Regions from separate parts of the Mus musculus genome. Here all the other regions are linked to region 1. Evidence: chromatin contacts called from public Hi-C and HiChIP or PLAC-seq data. All regions are on one chromosome and are shown on one strand. The core of a region is the stretch at or near the end of the contact, and the rest is flanking DNA. Distances in the headings are between cores, read along the strand shown.

Region 1 (2,700 bases), core at 172-2,671:
TTTAGAAAAATCTTAGAAAGGTTTTAAAAACAGCTTTATAATAGTCCTCTCTATTTTTGAGGCAGGATCCTACTTCATAATCTATACTCCTTTACAACTGATTAGCTTAAAAAAAAACAACCTTGAGTTCTTTTGAGAAAAAAAAATTAGAAACTGATTTTGAAAATGTTATAGAACTGATAAGTGCCAGGACAGGACTATAGCCACCGTCTAAGAGAGGACACATGAGATTCAGGTTGGGATGGGAGCAGAACACAGAGAGAAGGCACCTTGGGCTCCAGCTGCCTTGTGGAACTCTGGTGACACTTGAGCAGAGCTGCCTGGTGCTTTGATCTCTGGTTTCCAGTTGTGCATCTGAGTGGACACTCCTTCATTACCTAGTCTGAGCCTGCTGTCCCTCCTGAGCCCGCATGGTGGTCAGCCAGGGCGCCCAAGGACATCTCACCTCTTATGGTCTCACCGTGGCTGTCTCAGAGCACTCTTGGACCATTGAGAAAATCCCTGTGTGACTGACTTTTGGCTATTGTCTGCTCCCCATGGCTTCCTGTCCCCTCTGTTCACCCTTTCACTAATGCCATTCATTAGCCCTGTTCTCTGCTCGCCTATGTTCTCACTGACCCTGTTGCTTCTGGGATGCAATCTCCAGTTTAAAGTGGTAATGAGAAGCCGTGCCTACTTCTCTCACCTTCCTCACACAGTAGGTCTAATTAATGTCAGCCCAAATAAAATCTTGACTTCTTTACACACGTGTTTCCTTTCCCGTGGGGATAGAGGATGTGGGCAGGAAAGGTTGGTCAGGACGGGGAGTCACAGTAGCTCGCTGTTGCTAAGTCCTTACTGCCTTACCCACCTTTCTGGAAACTGACGTCCACAATCTCTTGTTTTGAAGTATCCATTTAAAAATCAACATATTTCATGGAACATAGGCTTTTTAGTGTCTTTCGGTATTTTTTTTGTTGTTGTTGTTTTATTTTATTTTATAAATATTCTTGTCTGTATGCTTCAGAAGGGCAGGGAATTCATAGAGGGGATTTGAGGATCTGGCATTGATCTGTGTCTTTGTCTGTTCACAGTCTGTAAACATCGTCTTTATAGAATAGATGTTGTTCTAAAAATACCACATTGACCAAGCAGCCTTTATTTGTTTTGACTAAATTTAGTATTAGTATTAGAATGATGAAGAGAACAGACATAAAAGTGAAGGGTCTTGCAGCTACTCATTGTAAGATCACCATGCAGTCTTCCCACCCTTCTGTCCCATGAATTTAGCTGTATTATCTTCTAGTATTGAATATAATAAATGACCACCATTAAATCATAGGAGTTGCTTAAACCAAATTTTCAAAGCATGATTAAAGGTAATGCTTAAAGCAGACCTAAGGTAATAGACTATCGTTTGGCTCCCTCTAGTGGTGCATGTTTACATGACAAGTCAAGCTGTATGATTTCTGTCATCTGGGTTTTCCAGCTCCAGGGGGAAAGGGACATGGGCGGGGAAAGACTGTAGTTATTCTCAGTGTTGACAGATCAAAGACAGAAAGTGAAGTATTTTGTAAATCAACAGTTGTCATACAATTATCTCCAAAGAACAAAATAAATTGCCATTAAGATGCACATTAAAGTAGCAGGAATAATATTTTATTGCTGTGTTGTTTTTCTTGCTAAGAGGGCCTAAGACCACAGCATACAACACAACCAGAAGCAGGGTGTTCTCTGGGGTTCTGTAGCACTGACTCATCCCAATGGTGTGTGTCTCAAACCCTACTTTAGCCAGAGGTCTGAGGACTACTTATTCCAGATGTTTTTAAAAAACTAGACTTTTCACTTAGAAACACATAATTTTGGCATCTTCAAATATCAGTAATTTTTATTTCCTAGTGTTTCAGCAGGAGGTTAGGGTTAAACCGCAGAGTTTTGGAGCCACTAGCTTTGCTCCCCTGGTCTCCAGGTCGCTTGCTTCACTTTACCCCTAGGAACCATTAAAAGCATCCCCTCTGTCCTTATGCTCTTGTTAAAAATGATGAAGCCGTGTTTGGTTTATTTTTAAGTTAACAAGTCTATATACATGTCATGTAGAACATGCTGTTTTGAGCTAACTGTGCACTGTGGAGTGTTTAGACAGAACCGACTGATGTGTGTCTACTCTACTTCATTTTTTTTAATGCTACCATGCCACGCCTATTCTTTTCACAATTTTCAAGAATCCAAGAATTCACAGGAGATTGCTATTTATAGTCAATATGTAATTACAATTTCCCATGTAGTTAATTTTATTTTCTATAATAAAACTTCACAAACATTTGATGGACATTCTCACCCCACCCCCGCCAATAACTTAACGCGGAAGTTAATTAGCTGTTCTTATTTATGTTTTATAGAGGTGGGTTCACCTGAGTGAACAAGGCTCCCAATGGGCTCCCTCCTGAGCCAGGAGTTTGGAGACCCCATTTATGGGACTGGTACCCCGCAGAGGCTCATTTGAGGGATGGAGATCCTTGCTCACGCTTCTGTCCTGGGGCTGAGGCTTTTTAGAGGACACTACCTCAATCCAGACAGATGCATCTTCCCCCATTGCCGTTCTTACTCAAAAAGAATCACATAGCAGATCCTCCTTTGCTGCGCTTGATTTTGAGAGTTTGAGCCATCATGTTTATCATTAAAAAAATGCAGTTAATGAGAAAATGAATTCTGGATCTAGAT
Region 2 (2,700 bases), core at 23-2,522, 490 kb before region 1:
GTATGGGCATTTTGCCTGCATGTATGTCTGGGCACCATGTGCATGCAAGGCCTGAAGAGGGGTTGGGGCCTCTGGAACCGGAGTTACAGAGAGTGTTCTAGTCACATTCGGGTCCTGGGAACAGAACCAACCTGGGTCCTTTGGAGAACTGGCAGTGTTCCTAACCACTGAGCCATTTCTCCAGTCCCCAGAAAGAATATTCTAATAGTGTGTTAGATCCAATTATTCAGTCTCTAGTGTGCTGAACTTAAAATGAGCCACGCTTGAGTAGCAATTAAAAACCCATAGCTTGCAATAACAACATTATGAACTTCAAAGAGAGTTAAAGAACATTTACTTACCTTTGCATACGCTTTCCCACCTTTTAATTCCTGCAAACACAGAACGCACTGTAAGTGAGGTCACTATAGAATGAAGAATTTAAGACTAAATGTGTGTCAAACAAGTCCTAAGTAGACATTTATATGCTAGTAAATATCACAGGCAATATACATAGAACTATTTTCAACCTGGCTATTCAAATCAATAATAATATCTTAAAAATGACCAAAAATTTCTCTTTGCTTGTAACTTTATTCATTTGGTTTTTGATGTGGAGTCTCTGTATGCTGCACGGACGGACCTTGAACTCCTGGACCTCAAGTGACTCACTTCAGCTTCCTGGATGGTGGGACCGTTGGCCACACAGCTGTGAGGGCCAAGTGTAAAGCACTCGGAGCAAAGCCCAGTACACTGTGCACTGTTGCCTCTGTTACCACAGAAAGCTTCCTTTCTCCAAAGCCACTTTGAGAGCGTGTTTACTGGAGAGTTGTCACTTCCCTTTTGTGACTGACACACTATCTAGCATGCCTATCTTTTACACATTGAATTTAGAGAACCCCAGACGGGCCGCAGCGAGCTCTGGCATTACTTAGGACCGTCTGTCACTCTTCCCTTTCCTGCCACTGTTTCTAGTCCAATGTGCTATCGGCATTTTTTCAGTATCGGGTCATTCCCACATCCTTTAATGGTGCCATTCTTAAACAAACAAAAGGAAACATCCTCTAGGTGTTCCATGGCTCCTCGACTTGCTTATTTTCAGTGCTGTCATGTATGGTCAAAACTCAAAAGTCTTAAACCTCTGCCTGACTCTCGTCAACCCTCTTCAGCTGGATTTGACCTCATTTTCCCTCTCTAGTAGCTCAGGATCTTCATTTTGCAGAAGCTAAAAGCTCCCTGCTTTTATCTTAGTCTCTTACACAAGTGACGGCTTGACCAATGACCTTCCTGATGCCATGATGCCACACCCCCATGCCACACCTCCCGATACCACATCTACTGCTTCCCTGGCTGCTGTTCCTCCTGCCTCTCCTTTCCTCCTTTCTGTAGCTTCTACAGAAAGATTGCTAGCTGTACCTTGGTTATTTGCTCTCACTCTCCATGCAATAGAAACCTGTACTTTTAGTTGGGTATCCGGTTGTGCCAAATAATGGACTATGTCTGTAAAAAACTGCTTTCCCCGAACCTAAGCATTTCTACTTTGAGATATTAAAACCAATTCATTCACCACCAAAACAGCAGCATGATCTTATGAAACAGTGGTTCTCAGCTTTATGAATGGTGTGTAGCAGAATTTCCCTCAATTGGTTTAAATATTAATACAACAAGAAGCCTGTGATTGGAAAAGGAAGGAGTACAGAGATTTTTAGAGACAGGAGAGAGAGGACAGAGAGAATGAAGGAAGATGGAGGAAGAGAAAGACGATCCAGATTCCATGTGGCTTTAAATAGCTACAGGTAGCTATGAATATCATATAAGAGATGGATAATTACAGGACAATTTGTCCAATCCAGGTGGACAGTTTAGTTCAATATCAATTGGCTCTGAGTTCATTGTGTGGGCGTTTCATGGGGTGAGAGTTATGACATAAATCTGACTTATAAATCACAAGCCTCTAGAGTTTTGACTTTACTGGGTTACTGGGATTTAGGACTGAAGACCAAAGGGGGTGGATGGCTGGGAATGTGAACAGAATCTGCAGCAAGAGAACCGCAAGATGGGCGGGCGCTGCACGGGGTTAGCCATGGGGGCAGTGAGGTCGCCAGGGTGGAGAGTAGCCAGGGATAGCACTGGATGGTGCTTTTCTAGTATTTCCTGCAACAGTGTTGTGACCTTTTAATAAGTTCCTTGTGTAGTGATCTCCACTATATAAATTATTTCATTGCATTGGGTGTGGTGGAGCATGCCTTTAATTCTGGCACTTGGGAGGCATAGTCAGGTAGATCTCTGAGTTCAAGGCCAGCCTGATCTACAGAGTTTCAGGACTCCAGGAGTTTGAGTATCATACAGAGAAAAACCCTGCCTCAAAACCAAAAACAAACAACCCCCCCCCAACCAAAAACCCAACCAAACAAATAAAGCTCATTGCAACTTCATAACATTAATTTTACCACTGTTATAAACTGTAATGTGAATATCTGATTTGCAATCCCTGTGAAAGCAGCATTTGATCCCCACCAAAGGGGTCATGACCCACAGGTTGAGAACCACTGTTATAACTGCTTGTCCTATTAAAATTTCCCAAATGAATCAGGGATGGTGGCACATGCCTGTCCTCCCTCTACCTGGGAACCAGCCTACCTCTCAGAGTGCTGTTGGGATAGCTCACTTGTTAAGAGTGTTTGTTGTATGAGAACCTCGTTCTGATGTACAGCACCCATT
Region 3 (2,700 bases), core at 1-2,500, 280 kb before region 1:
GCTTTAGGCTCTTCAGTCCTGGGATTACAGAAGACTACTCTGACTTCCCAGCTTTTCTGTAGGTTCTGCAGATCAGAACTCTGGTTCTCGCTTGCAGGGTAAGCATGTTGTTCCCTGAATCACTTTCCTAGCCTATCAGGAGTTCTTAAAGTCACAGGTTGGACCCCGAGTCAGATAACTATGCAGAAGACAACTGGTTATATCTTGAATGTATTTGATTTGAGAGGACTATGACATATTAAATTCACCTGATACCTCAGGATAAAGATCTGGGATGAAGACGTAGTTTTGGAAATTATCTGCTTAAAAACAATACTTGAAGCAATAAGCGGGATTACAACAGTTTAAATGCAACCAAGGGAACAGACTGGAGCCTTAGAGCCTGACACAATTTAAGTCTGGTGGCAGGGGAGGAGTCTGCAGGGGACACTGAAAAACAGTGGCTAGTGGCATGAGAGGCCAACTGTGGGGGTGTGGCTGAGAGAGGAAATGACTTCAAGAAAGTTACACTAGGAAGTATGACAATAGTCAAAGGTTAGAGATATCCCCAGGTAAGGTAAAGCCAGTGACACATTGGTGAGGAAGTAGAATGCTGTGGGTTGAGGAGTAGACAGGAGATGACAAAATGATGCTTGGGAATGAAAGTGTGTCTAAAGGTGCAGCTGTGAAAGAAAGAGATGGAAGGAAGTGAGTGGGGAGAGTACAAGCTGCAGAAGATGGGTGAAAAGGGATTGTGGGGAGGGGATCTAAAGAAAGACATCCTGAGTGGTAATAAAGGTTGAATGTGGACTTGCAAGTGGCTTGACTGGCTGAGGGAACCAGTTACCCGCTAAGCTAAGTGGAAGCCAGTAGGCAGAAACAGTCTGAGGAGGCATTTCATGTCTGTCAGGTAGCAATGAACATGAAGATAAATCCAGTGCTCATTGTGAAGGATGAAAAGGAGAGATCTGTCTTTTTCCGAAGTTGAACATCTTAAGGGAATCTGAGATCACTCATTCATTCAACATTGAATAGCAGATGCCTATGTTAACAACCCAGAGTATTGGTGGGCCACGACTAGAGGAGACATTTACTGACCCAGAATTCCCAGGTGCTTGCTTGTCTCTTTGCTGTAACCAAATTCCAGACAAGAAGTAGCTTAGGGGAAGAAAGATTTATTTTAGCTCACAATTTCATGGAGGGGGAGTCACAGTGGCTGCCAGTTGGTAGAAACTGTTTGTATAATTTTGGCATTTCCTGGAAGCACAGGCTGTCAGGAAGTGGGCTGGCTATAAATTTCACAATCTTCCAGTGACCTACTTCCTTTATTGAGGATCCATCTCTGAAGATTCCATTAGTTCTCTGAACAGCATCACCACCAGTGTTTAAACACAACAGCTTGTGGGGACTAGTTTACATTTAAACCATAGTGGCTTGAGAGAGAAAATGTGTTTAATGGATAGGCATACTGTATTTGCTCAGTGTTTTCAGTCTCGATGGCACGTGAGGATTTTTGTTGTTTGCTTTCTTAAAGTGCCATGCTAGTCCTAGCCAGTCTGACTCTATCTGAGCCTCTGTGGATAGCACATGAGCACTCATGGTTGTCAAAGTTCCTCAGGGACCCCTAATATGCAGTCAAGTGAATAAAGTACAAATGAGCATAGAGTTGTTGGCATGGGGGATTGCTTTGCTGATGCTGACAAGAGGGATGGATGCTATTTTGGTGGGTATTAATGGCACCTGCTCTTGGCATCAGGGACCTCATAAGGCAGAATAATGCTTAAGAAGGCTACAAGATCTAGAGCAGTGGGTCTTAATCTTCTCAATTCAATGACCATTTAATACAGCACCTCATGTTGTTCATGTTGTTCACCACAGTGACTCCCAAGCATAAAATTATTTCACTAATACTTTGTGTTTTAGTTAGAGTTTTATGACTGTGAACAGACACCATGACCAAGGCAAGTCTTATAAACAAACAAACAAACAAACAAACAAACAGAAAAACATTTAATTGGGGCTGGCTTACAGGTTCAGAGGTTCAGTCCATTATCATCAAGGTGGGAGCATGGCAGTCCAGGCAGGCATGGCGCAGGAGGAGCTGAGAGTTCTATGTCTTCATCCAAAGGCTGCTAGTGGAAGACTGACTTCCAGGCAACTAGAGTGAGGATCTTATACCCACACCTACAGTGACACACCCATTCCAACCATGTCACACCTATTCCAACAAGGCCATACCTTCAGATGGTGCCACTCCCTGGTCCAAGGATATACAAACCATCACACTTTGTAACTGTCTCAAATGAAATGTATTCACTGATAAGTGGATATTAACCCAGAAACTTAGTATAGCGAGATATAAGGTACAATATGTAAAACATATGAAACTGAAGAAGAACGAAGACCAAAGTGTGGACACTTTGCTCATTCTTAGAATTGGAAACAATCACCCATGGAAGGAGTTACAGAGACAAAGTTTGGAGCTGAGACAAAAGGATGGTCCATCTAGAGACTGCCATATCCAGGGATCCATCCCATAATTAGCCTCCAAGCGATGACACCATTGCATACACTAGCAAGCCTTTGTTGCAAGTACGGTGATATAGCTGTCCCTTGTGAGACTAGGCCGGGGCCTAGCAAACACAGAAGTGGATGCTCACAGTCAACTATTGGATGGATCACAGGGCCCCCAATGGAGGAGCTAGAGAAAGTATCCAAGGA
Region 4 (2,700 bases), core at 82-2,581, 430 kb before region 1:
AAAGAGTCTTACTTCTTGTGCTGGACTAAATAATGAGTTTCCTCAATATTCATGTCTACCTGAAACCCTAGGATTTAATCTTATCTGAAAATAGGGCTTCGAAGGAGTAATTAGGATGAGGTGGCAGTGTATTTGTATGAGCGCTAAATCCAGCGATGAAAGTATTCAGAGGTCTTCAGAGGAGAGCGACACACAGGGCACCGGAGGCAAAGCTCAGAGTAAGGCAGCTATAACCCAAGGGCAGCCAGAATTTACCTCAACTGTGGGAAACCAGAAAGTCTGGGGTGACATTCTCCCTCAGAGATTCTGATTGCCTTGATTTTTTTTTCAATGACATTTAAAAAAATTCTCTTTATATCCCAATCACAGCTCCGCCCCAAGTCCCACCCTTACAAGTCCCTCTCCCCCACACCCCCACTGCTTAGATTTTGATCTTCTGGCCTCCCGAACTCAGAGTACATTTCTGTTGTCTTAAATCACCTGTTTCTGGTAATTTACTGTAGCAGCCTGAGAAAACTGCCTTAGCTCAAACTTAAACAACCCCCCACCCCCAAACCAAACCAAAAAACCCCAAAAACCCAAACCCAAACCAAAAAACCAAACAATAACAAAAAAACAAAACAAAACAAAAAACCCCAACTCTTTCTCTGAATATCCATAAACTCAGGGTCAACTGGGTACACCACAAATGACCGCAGTAGACACACTTCCCAAGTGACGGTGAACGAGAGCGGGGCTTGCACAACAAGTTTAAACGACAGAAGGAAAGCTTCTTTTTTCTCCCTCAGTACAATCGGTTAACACACAGCACTTTGCTACAGATGAAACCTTAAGACCATGTGGGTATTCTCTGTATGAAAGACAGCCAAAGGAACCTATACAAGTAAGGCTTATCACTTTCCACGTTGTGGAGATCCACTGCTCACAGAGAAAAAACCTGGGGATTTTAGTCTTTCAGCCACTGTAGTTGGCTTGATGTTCCTAACTCTGGCTTTAACTTGATCATTAACTTGGAAAGATGGCAGTAAAACGAATAAACTATCACATTTGTGAGAAAACTGATCAATGCATTTTCTTGGTTGGATCAATTTTCATGATATTACAACATAGAGAGAAAATATTAAAAAATTAATAAAACAATAATAAAAATTACTTTAAAATTTACGTTGGCAAATCGTGGGTGCATCTTAATCAGAACAGCTTTACATACTTTCTATAGTTATAGCTAAGCTATGCCATTGATTCTGAGGGGAAAGTCATTGAATGAATTATAGTTATAGAAAAACGTCTGTGGTGGCCCACAGAGGAATCCTTAAGTTGTCGTTCTGTTGCTTTGGTGCCCTCTGGTGTCCAAGATACAAAATTACACCTAGTCTACTCGGCCCTAAATTGTTTCCACAGTGCAATAAAATTAAAAAACAAGATTGTTCATTTGCTAAATCTATAGAATCTGTTCACAAACAAAATAAATAATACTTCAACGAAGCATACACAAAATAGCATCTCTGTTGTCTCCATAATGTTAGGGGCCCTTGTTTATTCTTCTTATACCTATCAACAGCATTCTGCTTATATAGTGCTTTTTTTTAAAAGCCAGATTAATTAAATTCTGAGGCAATTTCTCAACTTATTGTTCTCATTTTCCATCAAAAGCTGTTTATGCATTCATAAAAGTCAATGAAACATATTTATGACATACTAATTCCATTAAAAACACTATAGTTATTTGAGCAATTTCACATTTGTAATTAACAGTCACATTGACTGTAATCTAACTTTTGTGCTTTTCTGTCATTCTGGAGGGGTGTGTATTAATAATGGAGATTTTTCTTGGTTATATTTGGGTTCATCCATGGGAGACAGAAAATACCAGGGGTTTAAAGTCTGAGCCTATCTGTCACACGGCCATTTGTTCAGGTCTAGGGCTGAAGTGACCCTTCCGTTGTCACCATGGTCCTGTGTCCTCCTGATGTACTGTCCCTTTTGTTTCTATTTGTCCATATTATTTTAATACTTCTCCACTTTTAAGTACTGGTTTTAATTTTGTGATTGTAACACAGAAGATCCATCTTTTATATTTTAAAAAAAAGCATCATCAGGATCATAAAGCTATGATAGTTACACTCTACACACTCCCAAGGTGCTTTAAAATGATTATGTTTTGAGTCTGTAGGCGAATGACGACGACAATCCAAATACATCACCTGTACAGGCTGGACTACATACTGGTCACGTGGCTGATCGGACAAACAACTGATGTACGGTTCCATCACGTGATCCAAGTAGAACAAGTAGGCGCAGAACCTCCATGGAGTAGACTAGGGTGAGTGCATCTCACAGCAACGTGGAGCCGGCACTCGCATTTCTGACAGAAGCTCCTGGTATAGTGGTCCATGACCTCTATATACTGATGGGCACATGCTCAAATCTGAGCTACTTAGTGTTCTGAAAACCGATGACCTATCAGTCCACTACCACAAATTAGTGCTCCCAGTGGCTGGAATTTTACCTGGTTTCTTTTGTACCATAGCCTTCTCACTCTGCATAATAACTGCCTCTGGATTCTTCTGTCTTCAAACTTCTGGTCCTTGATTTCCATCCTTCTGATGTTCTTTTCTGTACTTTATTCTTCTCTGAAAGAATAGAAGCCACTGGAATCATTTCTATCTTCTACCATATTCACAAGCTCTTACTGGGCCT

Evidence for each region. A called contact is a pair of places that touch in the nucleus more often than the background predicts. HiChIP or PLAC-seq counts read pairs in DNA pulled down with a chosen protein or histone mark.
Region 2: a contact with region 1 is called in an H3K4me3 HiChIP or PLAC-seq map of bone marrow-derived macrophages, with 4 times the contacts expected there. The contact joins two enhancer-like sites. A contact is called at or near these places in 1 of 15 datasets of contacts at CTCF or cohesin (large pre-B cells), 1 of 484 Hi-C or Micro-C datasets (bone marrow-derived macrophages) and 1 of 115 datasets of contacts at active chromatin or transcription factors (bone marrow-derived macrophages).
Region 3: a Hi-C map of bone marrow-derived macrophages shows a contact between it and region 1, with 34 read pairs. The contact joins two enhancer-like sites. A contact is called at or near these places in 1 of 15 datasets of contacts at CTCF or cohesin (large pre-B cells), 2 of 484 Hi-C or Micro-C datasets (bone marrow-derived macrophages and cortical neurons) and 2 of 9 other capture datasets (adipose tissue and liver).
Region 4: a contact with region 1 is called in a Hi-C map of bone marrow-derived macrophages, with 19 read pairs. The contact joins two enhancer-like sites. A contact is called at or near these places in 4 of 15 datasets of contacts at CTCF or cohesin (the NIH/3T3 cell line, large pre-B cells, pro-B cells and 1 more), 39 of 484 Hi-C or Micro-C datasets (B cells, the C2C12 cell line, the HL-1 cell line and 25 more), 1 of 115 datasets of contacts at active chromatin or transcription factors (astrocytes) and 2 of 9 other capture datasets (liver and macrophages).

What each region holds. Positions count from the first base shown.
Region 1 is chr3:109,490,355-109,493,054 of GRCm38.p6, forward strand. All of the region lies in intron 2 of Vav3 (vav 3 oncogene), which reads left to right. Among named protein-coding and RNA genes, the nearest start is that of Vav3, 150 kb to the left of the region's middle. Within about 2 kb of position 1,422, at least 6 of the 459 cell types and tissues checked have an H3K27ac peak or open chromatin away from gene starts, as enhancers often do. A contact at or near this core is called in bone marrow-derived macrophages, where this site is marked.
Region 2 is chr3:108,996,694-108,999,393 of GRCm38.p6, forward strand. It overlaps Fam102b (family with sequence similarity 102, member B), which reads right to left. Exons shown (of 11, transcript NM_001163567.1): 3 at 342-371. Among named protein-coding and RNA genes, the nearest start is that of Gm43221, 2.7 kb to the right of the region's middle. Within about 2 kb of position 1,273, at least 80 of the 459 cell types and tissues checked have an H3K27ac peak or open chromatin away from gene starts, as enhancers often do. A contact at or near this core is called in bone marrow-derived macrophages, where this site is marked.
Region 3 is chr3:109,215,286-109,217,985 of GRCm38.p6, forward strand. No RefSeq gene overlaps it. Among named protein-coding and RNA genes, the nearest start is that of Slc25a24, 93 kb to the left of the region's middle. Within about 2 kb of position 1,251, at least 9 of the 459 cell types and tissues checked have an H3K27ac peak or open chromatin away from gene starts, as enhancers often do. A contact at or near this core is called in bone marrow-derived macrophages, where this site is marked.
Region 4 is chr3:109,061,865-109,064,564 of GRCm38.p6, forward strand. Gm36778 (a long non-coding RNA gene) reads left to right here. Exons shown (of 4, transcript XR_375965.2): 3 at 2,174-2,323. Among named protein-coding and RNA genes, the nearest start is that of Gm36778, 7.5 kb to the left of the region's middle. Within about 2 kb of position 1,332, at least 4 of the 459 cell types and tissues checked have an H3K27ac peak or open chromatin away from gene starts, as enhancers often do. A contact at or near this core is called in bone marrow-derived macrophages, where this site is marked.